3 separate regions of the Mus musculus genome follow, and regions 2 and 3 are each linked to region 1. A link is a contact called in public HiChIP or PLAC-seq and promoter capture Hi-C data. All regions are on one chromosome and are shown on one strand. Each heading gives the region's core, a stretch centred on a gene start, on an enhancer-like site or on the middle of the called end of the contact. The rest is flanking DNA. Distances are from core to core; before and after follow the strand shown.

Region 1 (3,087 bases), core at 162-2,661:
TGGGGGCAAGTTTGATCTTCTCAGTCAGGAATTTTATTTCTTTCTTCTTCTTTTCTTCTTCTTCTTCTTCTTCTTCTTCTTCTTCTTCTTCTTCTTCTTCTTCTTCTTCTTCTTCTTCTTCTTCTTCTTCTTCTTCCTCCTCCTCCTCCTCCTTCCTCTTCCTTCCTCTTTCTCCTCTTCCTCCTCCTTCCTCTTCCTCCTCCTCTTCCTCTTCCTTCTCTCCTTTCTCTCCTTCTCTTCTTGTTTCTTCCTTCACATGACTACTTACCAAACGCAACCAAAAACAACCAACCATCTGCAGCTGGCAAAATCACACCCCTGCTAGAGCACGAAGCAAATCATGGACAGCTGATTCTGACAGTCCGAAGCAGCCCTATACACCACACCAGGGATCAAAATAAAAACACATCCCCATAGTGTTCCTGTGTTTTTAAAAGAAACCAAAACTCCAGAATTCTCACTATACACCCACATTTCTACCTCTTGAGGTTTTGCTTAGTGATCTATAACCCTTCAAGACAAAACCAAACAAACAAAAAACCTCATGATTCCCAGGGCATCAGACAAGTATGCCAGGAACCAGGGATATTTCTACAAACCTCTGATAACCCCAAATACAATGCAAAAGGGTATATTAGAAAACATAACTTCAACTAACAAACATTGTTTGGAGTGTGTTGCTCGAGGTTGGCATGAGAGGAGGGAGGGAGGGAAACTGGATTTGATTATGCCTGTATTGAAATGTCATGCGGAATTCCTTAATTTACATAATTTACTCACATTAATCAAGAATAAAACATTAAAAAATAAAGAGCTGGCTGATATGTAAACATTGAGAACACATTCAGTGAAAAGATTCAAACATAAAAAGACCACCTACTATGCAATTATATTTGTATGAAATGTCTATAGAGGTAGAAAGCAGCTGAGAACCTAATGGTCTAAAATAGAAAATGAACACCCACTGCTAGAAATGTATGCAGTTTCTTTTAGGAATAATAACACTGTTTCAGAATATGATGACAGTGATGTTTGGGCAAATAGCTAATATATTAAATTTAAGATTAATTTTATTTCAATAAACTAATCTTAGGGAAAAGATTATTCCTAATTAAAATAAAAATACATTTTTAGCTCCAACAATCACTCAAACTTTAACTTTGAAGTTGCATTTGTGTTTAGTTTTGTAAGGCTCCTGTGAAAGGCTTGGGGTATAAGTCTCATGTCTCCGAAGTTTGATATATGTTACAAATTATATTACCTGCTACATAGTGTGCACTTTGAACTTGTAAATAGAAAACTACCTTGAGAGTTTCTTGTTGTTGTTGTTTGTTTGTTTGGATTGGTTTATTGCCTAATTCATTTTTGTTGTTTGCTTTTTGGCTGGAGTGGAACTCCCTTTTAGACCAACCTTAGAACTGGCTGCCTCTGCCTCCGGAGAGCAGCGATTAAAAGTGTCAGCCATCATTACCTGGCCCTAATTCTTGAAATAAAAATGCCCACATGCTGTAGTTGAAGGCAGAGTAGGAATGATTATCAGATTTTAATTCAGTTGAATCCCAGCAGTAGATTCAAAGAAAGCATGGGAAGAGAAACCAAAGGGGCCTGGCATGTGAGGCGGTTAGGTTATCTCCTGAACTTCGAACTTCCACATCACAGTATGAATTGGTTCGAAGATAAGAAATAGAATAAATTCTCTCTAGTGGACAGGACTGGACCTCTGCTTTCCTAGAGACACACACAGCTGAGATCATGGCATTCGACGGCACGTGGAAAGTAGACCGGAACGAGAACTATGAAAAGTTCATGGAGAAAATGGGTAAGCACTGGCTTCCTGTCTGTTTGTTTTCTCCTGTCTGTGTAGTTACTGAATGACCTGTGATGTGGCAAAGCTCTAGCTGACCGATTGTTCAGAGCCAGGAAATCCATACTTGCACCTCCTGCTTTAGGAAGAATATCTTGTCTCCCTCGGGCAAGCCCTGCTCTCTGAAACACACCAAAGAAAGAGACACCTATGATTTCTTCCCTTGCCTGGTAATTGCACATGCGTAATTAAAAACTGACATGTTTGCGTTCATTTAAAAAAGAATATTATAGTGAGTTATAATTTCCAGAGTTTAAAAAAAAAACCCACGGGATTATAGGGGATTAAAAAAGCAAGGATCTTTTAATAAAGTAAGAAAATAATTTTTTCAAAACCCAGCTTAAATAAATTATATGTAATTCTTTCCTCTAACTTATCTAACGTTAGGAATAACCATAAAATGCTGTACATTCTTCACAGAGGTGTAATTTAACTCTACTATAAATGTCTACTAGTATGGTAGCTTACACTACAAACTAGGCAAAAATGTTTCATTACTTGAAATAAAGCCTGAATAAATTATCTTTTACTTTAGGGATCCTGAATTGAAGTTTATAAAATTTCATATTATAATGAATTAATCATATAATTTCCGAATAATTTTTCTGGCTTAGGCCAATGAGGAATGCCACAAAGAGTCAATATAATTATAAGGCAAGCAAACCATGGTGGTGTACACTGGAGATCTTAACAGTCTTGAGAGTGAAAAGACTATAGGCTAACCTGTGCTATGCAGCAAGTTTGGGGCCTGCCTGGGTTACATATCAAGAGCCAGTTTCAAACAACAACAACAAAACAAATAAATGCAATTTTAGTGTTGGAAATTAATAAATACCCAGACCTGAGGTTGTGTTTCTTTAATGTATGAATATACCTTTTAATTCTTCATTTGACATTGCTGAAATTGGGCTGATCATTGAAGCAAAAGGTTTGTTGATCTTGTTTTTGTTATCCAGGGCTAAGGTGCTATACTTTGTAGCTTCGTTTACATTTTCTTACTTTGGAAAAGCAGCTTGAACCTTCTCTGGGTCTGCCAGAGCTTCCCCTTTTTTCTCTAGAAGCATTTTTGGTGGTGTTGAGCATCACGACACTATTTGCTCTTTCTTCCACACCCACAAAATAAAGATGAGCAAGGCAAAACAGAACTTGGAAAGAGAAACCCTTTCGGTGACACTCTGATTTCATGCCCCTTCCAACCTCTCTCCGTTGCAGGCATTAATGTG
Region 2 (3,087 bases), core at 381-2,880, 210 kb after region 1:
AAACCTGATAAAAAGAAGGAAGGGAAGTATGGCTAATTAACATTCAAAATGCTTCAGAATTCTTTGATTTAGATCAATAAGAATGTTTTGAAATCTCACTTCCAGAGAGATTTCAAATTTTAAGTTAGTCACTTTAAAAACCACTTTTGATTGGAGTTAGCAGGTCTAGGTCCCCAAACCAAGGGCAGCTTTTCTTTGACAATCCCTTCTCTGAGAGTTACAAAGATGCTGAAGCGCTCAAGACTGTCTTAAGTGATAAAACTATAATTCTGCTTCTGAAAAATATTTATCTCACCCTTGATGTGTAGTGACTGATCTGACAAAATCAGATCTTGAGGCTTCTCCTATCTTTAATAAAACAACAAGGACAATACTGGAAGTCAGTTGCTGAGCCACAAACTTTGGAATGGCGGTCTGGGAAGCTCTACGAGGGAGAAGAGTCTGCTGCCACCTGGTGGACGCTAGGCGTAATCACGTTTGCTTTAACACCTCACAGAGTCCGAGCAGGCCCACAGCCCTGCGTGGTTTGGTTGTCTTTGATGAGGGGAGCCTACAAACTATTAAGAGTCTTAAAGGACTGTTAGACAGGTGTTAGAAATGCGTTTTATAAAATGAGGTGCACAAACAAACAAGTATCAGATGACAAATTCCTGGCTCCCACCCAGATCTAATAAATAAGTATCCAAGGTAAGGCCATGCCAATCTTTACTCCCATGGAAATGAAAGTTGGAAAACGATGTAATAAAACACAAGAAAGACATACGGGCATGGTGGCTTATCCTGTATCTCATACTTAGTTCCTGACTTGCTTTGGTTTGAGATGCGGGGGGGGGGGGGGGGGGGGGGGCACTCATGAAGCCCAGGCTAGCCTCCAAATTCGTCTATAGCTGAGGGAGACCTTTAACTCCTAATCTTACTGCCTTCACCATTGCACCATTATGCTGGCTTTCAGCAAGACTTTCCTAATTCAGATTCCAGCGTCGATGGAGCTCATACTAGGCTGCCGTGAAGAATTAGTTAGCCATATCCAAACATTGACAAGCAGGTCAGGTATTCATCCTTGGGTGCTAAGTGTGGGAAAAAAAAAAAGAAAAGAAAACTCAAAATGGCAGATTCATGCCTTAGACTGACACCTGGGGTATCCAGGTTACTCAATAGTGGATCTTATTCTGGAGTGAGCAGTTGTTGACGGCATTTATACATTTGAAACACACTGGGGAAAAATGACCAAGGGTAAACCAATTCAAGACCCAGTTGTGGCTTTTGGGGTTTGGCTGTTTGGGGCCCAGTTGTGTTTTGTCTTTAGCTATGACTAGACGTCACACATGAAAATCTAAGCCATTTCTGTTTCATTATATCCGAAACAAAATTCCAAATCCAAGCTTGTTTTGATTTGTGATTCTTTTTTAAAGGTCGAGTCTTCTGAGCTCCGACTTCTGCTTCTGACTCATAGACATTCTAGAAGTACCAGAAAATCCACAAAAATTCCCTGGGCGGAGGTGGTCATGTTGACGTCCCTCCCTGCATGGCTTCTGAGGCTTGTGTCTATGCCTTCCCAGGCCCTGGGCGCTTGCTCTGTGGAGACCTAGATTTCAGTCTGGCTTTGGAAAGCAACCATACCTCTTAGGCAAGATCAAGTACTGCAAAACAGGTCGGGTCATTGACCCTTTGTCCCCAGAGGGAGTTGCAGCAGGCCTGGGGACAGTGAGGTGCAGTGAATGAATGGGTCAGTGGGTGTTGTCAGGGCAGGAACACACAGTGAGACTCTATCTCAAAAATAAAAGGGTTTGTGTGCGTGTGTGTGTGTGTGTGTGTGTGTGTGTGTGCACCTCTGTGTGCTGAGAGAGTATTTGCATCATCTCGGGTAATCCCACATGGAATTTACTTAAGAGGTGATTATCTTTTGATCATACCAAATCAAACCAGTCCCTTTTTCCTCCCCAGCATCAGGGATGGATCCTGGAACCTCATATTTTCTGGGCAAGCACTGTACTGTTGAGCAATGCCCTGTCCCCAAATCACAGCTTCTTAATTCCTAATTTTGCGGGAATTTTTGTCACTCGGTATTATTGTCACTAAATTTGAGGGTTTTCTTTTGTTCTTTCTCACGGATCTCCGTTTTCTCTTGGTCCTCTACGGTCCTGGTAGCAGTGAGCACAGTCTGGCACATACCAGCCTACAAGGGCTGGGAATTTGTTTGATGGAGTCTGTTCAGCACACTTGTCTGAAATGTAAGGTGTGGTCTACGGTTGCTTGGAAGTATTTGACAGGGACTGTGCTGGCTAATTTTATGAACTTGACACAGACTAGAGACATCTGAGGAGATGGAGCCTCCATTGAAAAAAAAAAAAAAAAAAACAAAGGGCCTCCAGGAGGCTGAGCTACAGGCAAGTCTGTAGGGCATTTTCTTAACGAGTTCTTGATGAGAGAGTTCAGTCCAATGTGGGTGGTGCCACCCCTGGGCTGGTGGTCCTGGGTTCTATAAGAAAGCAGGCTGAGCAAGCCCCGAGGAGCAAGGCAGTAAGTAACATCCCTCCATGGCCTCTGCATCAGCTGCTGCTCTATTTGAATTCCTGTCCTGACCTCCTTCAATGACAGACAAGAATGTGAATGGGTAAGCCAGATGAACCCTCTTCTCCCCAGCTCGCTTTTGGACATGGTGTTTCTTCACAGCAATTATAAGCCTAAGACAGGGAGGGTTGTCTGTCTTGGGGGAATCTTCCAATGGGGTCTGCATAGCAGGAAGGGTTGATCCCCCCACCCCAGGTACATCTAGGGTGGCTGCTGCCTCAGCTGGAAGTGTCACCCTCACAGGTCCCAGTGATAACTACTCGTCTTCTTTGAAACACTGGAAGCTGGCGAGTCTCGCATTATAATTCTGCTTAGTAGTACTGTTAGGATGCCCAAAGTGATGGGTTTTGAATTACCCAACTATCTAACAGGAAATTTCTTTGAATTCTCTCGGGGGGGGGGGGATGCATAAAGCCAAGGAATCATTCCTTTTGTTTAGTCTGCATTTCTTCTTGTGCACACCCCTCCTCCTTCCCTCCATCCTACCCCCTGCATCACCAACCCCCTTTTTCATGT
Region 3 (3,087 bases), core at 245-2,744, 130 kb before region 1:
TTCACCAGAGTAGGAAGCTGAGAGACCACGACTCCATACTCAAGCACAAAGCAGACAGAAGTGGGGCAGAGCTATGACCTCCCAGTGACTATCTCCACTGACATTCTTAACCTCCTTGGATCCTCCACAAATAACACTACCAACTGGGGACCGAATGTTCAAATACCCAAGCCTATGGGAGACATTTCTGATTCTAACCACCAGGTCCTCAGAGATTCAAAGGCCACTGTAGGTTTTTATAAAATTTGTGCCTGGCTTAATCTCAACTATGTAGCAGAGAATTTTCTGCATGGGCTCTGAGACAGCAGAGTATAAACCCATGCTTGCCTATGGTTTATCCTCATACTGAATTCATATCCAACAAGGGTCTAATGTCAACCAGAGCTGTCTTCATTTTAACAAATAACATCCCCTCCTTTCCTTGTACAGGTACATGGAACTTTTCAGTCTGTGGGCTGGGCCAGTTCTTCTGTCCTCCTGAGACTTCACCGGCCATGTACCTTTTAGTTAGGGTGTACCACTCATTAGGGTGTGTCTCCAGAATGAATTTGAGACGCAACCATAGTACTGAGGTTTGTGCTTTTGAGACCCAATTCTTTGTCATTCTACTGGAGGAATGTAACTGTGAATGTCAAGAAGACTCCTGGAGGTTTACACTTCTCATTTTCTACAGTGTTGAAGGGAATTAGATGGATGTAGATTGGTTAACTTGGTGGCCTCCATTAGAGAGACACCCCCTCTCCCAAGAGCTATACCAGGACTCCCTTTGCCCATGCACTTCACTTCCTGAAGCAAGCCTCCTGCCTACTCTACTTTTTCTCCTGTTAGTGTCTGGTCCCCCTCATTCCCATTATTGCGTCCTAGAGGGCTTCCCATTTTGAGCTATTGCAGGTTAAATTAAAGCTCCCAGACCTGTGGTTATTCCTTGTTGTCAGGCCCTTAGGGTAGCCGAGTTTTAAATGGTAAGTTCTTCTTTTAGGGTGTGCCTGGCCACTGCCCTCTGAGTCATATGCAGCAGCTGCATGGATATTGCCGGCCTTCTCTATCTAGTCCTGACCTTCTGCATGAGGAATCCCTGTTTGACCAAAGCCCACAACTGGTTTGGGGTTTGTGAAGCTTTGGCTTGTCCTGAGGGCAGGACTGCCTGGCTCCACTCACCTCTGGGTTGAGGCTTCTGCTGCCTCCGCTCCCAGGGAGCCTGGCCTGAGCTGTCTGCCGGGGTCTGCTTCCTTTTGGTGGAGTTGGCAATCTTTCTCTCCGCATGTTTCTGTCATCGCTTTTGTGAATCTCCAAAGCTCTTCTCTGTCTTTGGAACAGTTCGTGTTATTCCTCTTCTCCTTTGTCACATCAGGTGGAGATAGTCTCTTGACTGTTAACTTACCGGAAGTCTCTCGAATTTTCTTAAATGAAAATTTACAGGCGGGCTCGACGAGCCTTTTGGAATAATTGTAAAGACTGTTTGCTCCGAGCTTGACTCTCATCGTATTGCTTCCTGTATGACTAATCGGGGTTAATCTCTTTGAACTTCACTTTCCTTCTCTGCAAAGCGGGGGTAATAAAAGACCCACTGGCAAAGCTGTATTCACACAGACACAAGGCTAGACATGCCTTGTGACACTGTGGAAATGGTCAGTAAATACCATCTAGTGCTTTTTGAAACGACTCACGTGAGTAACAATAATGAAACTTGTAAGAGAAGGAATGTGGGAGCCCGAGGCAGTCACTAGCCAGCTCGTAATCATGGGCTGGGTCCGATGAGAGTGGCATAGCCTGGCCTGGGATTCTGCTTGTCATCCCTTAACCAAATATCAACTTTAAAAGAAACATGGCCTTCTAGTCTTTTTTTTTTCTTCTCATAATTGAGGGTGAGTGGATTTACCTTCTCTTTGTTTAAATCATTCCCATTAAGCTACTTCCCATTCTAGTTACTTACCAGAAAACCTAACAGAGCTATGATTATTGAATTACTGTTTATCTCTTGATTATAAAATATTTTATACTCTTTAGTGACAGTGATATTTTTTTCAGGGGAAAGAGTCCTGGCAGTTGTGTGGTTGGGGAAGTTGGGTGTTACATACTGAAGTCTGTGCTCTGACATAGGCCAGGGCACTCTGAAAGATTTTTAGGATTCACTAAAATGCTGAGTATTACCTCTTGTTATGTATTTACTTATTGTCTGTACACACACACACACACACACACACACACACACACACACACACACGTGAGTGTATACACATACACGCATGGAGATCAGAAGGTAAGAGTTTTAAGAGTTTTTTCTCTCCTTCTACCATGTGGGTCCAGGGAATTGAATTCATGACTTTAGGGTGGGTGGTAAGCACCTTTTACTTGCTGAGCCATCTTGCCAGCCCAGCCTCTTGTTCTTGTGAGATATATTAGCAAATTAAAATTTTCAGGAGTTCCTTTCAATAATGTTACGTTATAATCCATTGACATAATGGATATAGCAGTGTCATTTTGGAAGCCGGCATCATGGCTATGCATACAGTGTAGAGAGTAAGGTTTTATCTTTCTCCCTCTTCTCTCTATTCCTTCTAAAGGTACGGGTTAATAGGGGGAAAATGACTAGAGAAGCTTGAGGAAGCTAAAATAGTCTATTTCCAAAAGGTCAAAGACCTATTAGTCAGAGGCAAATGAATGGCCAAAGGACAAAAGTCAATCAAAGGAGAGGAGATCTGTCCAGTGTGTGAGAGTGATTAAGTGGTGTGAAATAGGACTTGGAAGAGACAGAAACTCTGGAGGGAGAGTCCCTGATATGTGGTGGAGAAGACAGCAGGGCACTCAGGGCAGGGAAGTGAAAAGGAAGACAAGCATCGACACTTGGGCTCTCAATAGTCACAGATCAGAGTCTGTCCAAGAGCATGTTCAAGGTCTCCGGGGCACAGTGCAAAGTTCACCTCACTGATACCTTCCAGTTGTCTATGAAAAGCAAAAGATCCACTGACCCGTCTCTCAGAGACTATGCTTAGGAGAGCACATCTAAAACTCAAGCTCTGGTGCAACACCACCAGTGTCCACTGAAGAGCAACACCACCAGTGTCCACTGAAGAGCAACACCACCAG

Evidence for each region. Promoter capture Hi-C pulls out the DNA fragments that hold promoters and counts their contacts. HiChIP or PLAC-seq counts read pairs in DNA pulled down with a chosen protein or histone mark.
Region 2: a promoter capture Hi-C map of liver shows a contact between it and region 1. The contact joins the enhancer-like site here to the promoter of Fabp2 in region 1. A contact is called at or near these places in 10 of 39 promoter capture datasets (the 3T3-L1 cell line, the HPC-7 cell line, cranial neural crest and 5 more), 3 of 15 datasets of contacts at CTCF or cohesin (the NIH/3T3 cell line, embryonic stem cells and large pre-B cells), 3 of 484 Hi-C or Micro-C datasets (cerebral cortex and embryonic stem cells), 2 of 115 datasets of contacts at active chromatin or transcription factors (embryonic stem cells and kidney) and 3 of 9 other capture datasets (adipose tissue, liver and pancreatic islet).
Region 3: a contact with region 1 is called in an H3K4me3 HiChIP or PLAC-seq map of intestinal crypt epithelium, with 6 read pairs. The contact joins the enhancer-like site here to the promoter of Fabp2 in region 1. A contact is called at or near these places in 9 of 39 promoter capture datasets (cranial neural crest, embryonic stem cells, frontonasal cranial neural crest and 3 more), 1 of 484 Hi-C or Micro-C datasets (uterus), 2 of 115 datasets of contacts at active chromatin or transcription factors (intestinal crypt epithelium and intestinal villus epithelium) and 1 of 9 other capture datasets (adipose tissue).

What each region holds. Positions count from the first base shown.
Region 1 is chr3:122,893,661-122,896,747 of GRCm38.p6, forward strand. It overlaps Fabp2 (fatty acid binding protein 2, intestinal), which reads left to right and starts at 1,412. Exons shown (of 4, transcript NM_007980.3): 1 at 1,412-1,819; 2 at 3,077-3,087. The coding sequence starts at 1,753. The region is part of intron 3 of 4933405D12Rik (RIKEN cDNA 4933405D12 gene); the gene reads right to left.
Region 2 is chr3:123,102,946-123,106,032 of GRCm38.p6, forward strand. All of the region lies in intron 4 of Synpo2 (synaptopodin 2), which reads right to left. Among named protein-coding and RNA genes, the nearest start is that of Myoz2, 70 kb to the left of the region's middle. Within about 2 kb of position 1,631, at least 45 of the 459 cell types and tissues checked have an H3K27ac peak or open chromatin away from gene starts, as enhancers often do. A contact at or near this core is called in the NIH/3T3 cell line, adipose tissue and liver, where this site is marked.
Region 3 is chr3:122,762,402-122,765,488 of GRCm38.p6, forward strand. The region is part of intron 3 of Pde5a (phosphodiesterase 5A, cGMP-specific); the gene reads left to right. Among named protein-coding and RNA genes, the nearest start is that of Pde5a, 35 kb to the left of the region's middle. Within about 2 kb of position 1,495, at least 46 of the 459 cell types and tissues checked have an H3K27ac peak or open chromatin away from gene starts, as enhancers often do. A contact at or near this core is called in intestinal crypt epithelium, intestinal villus epithelium, trophoblast stem cells and 1 more, where this site is marked.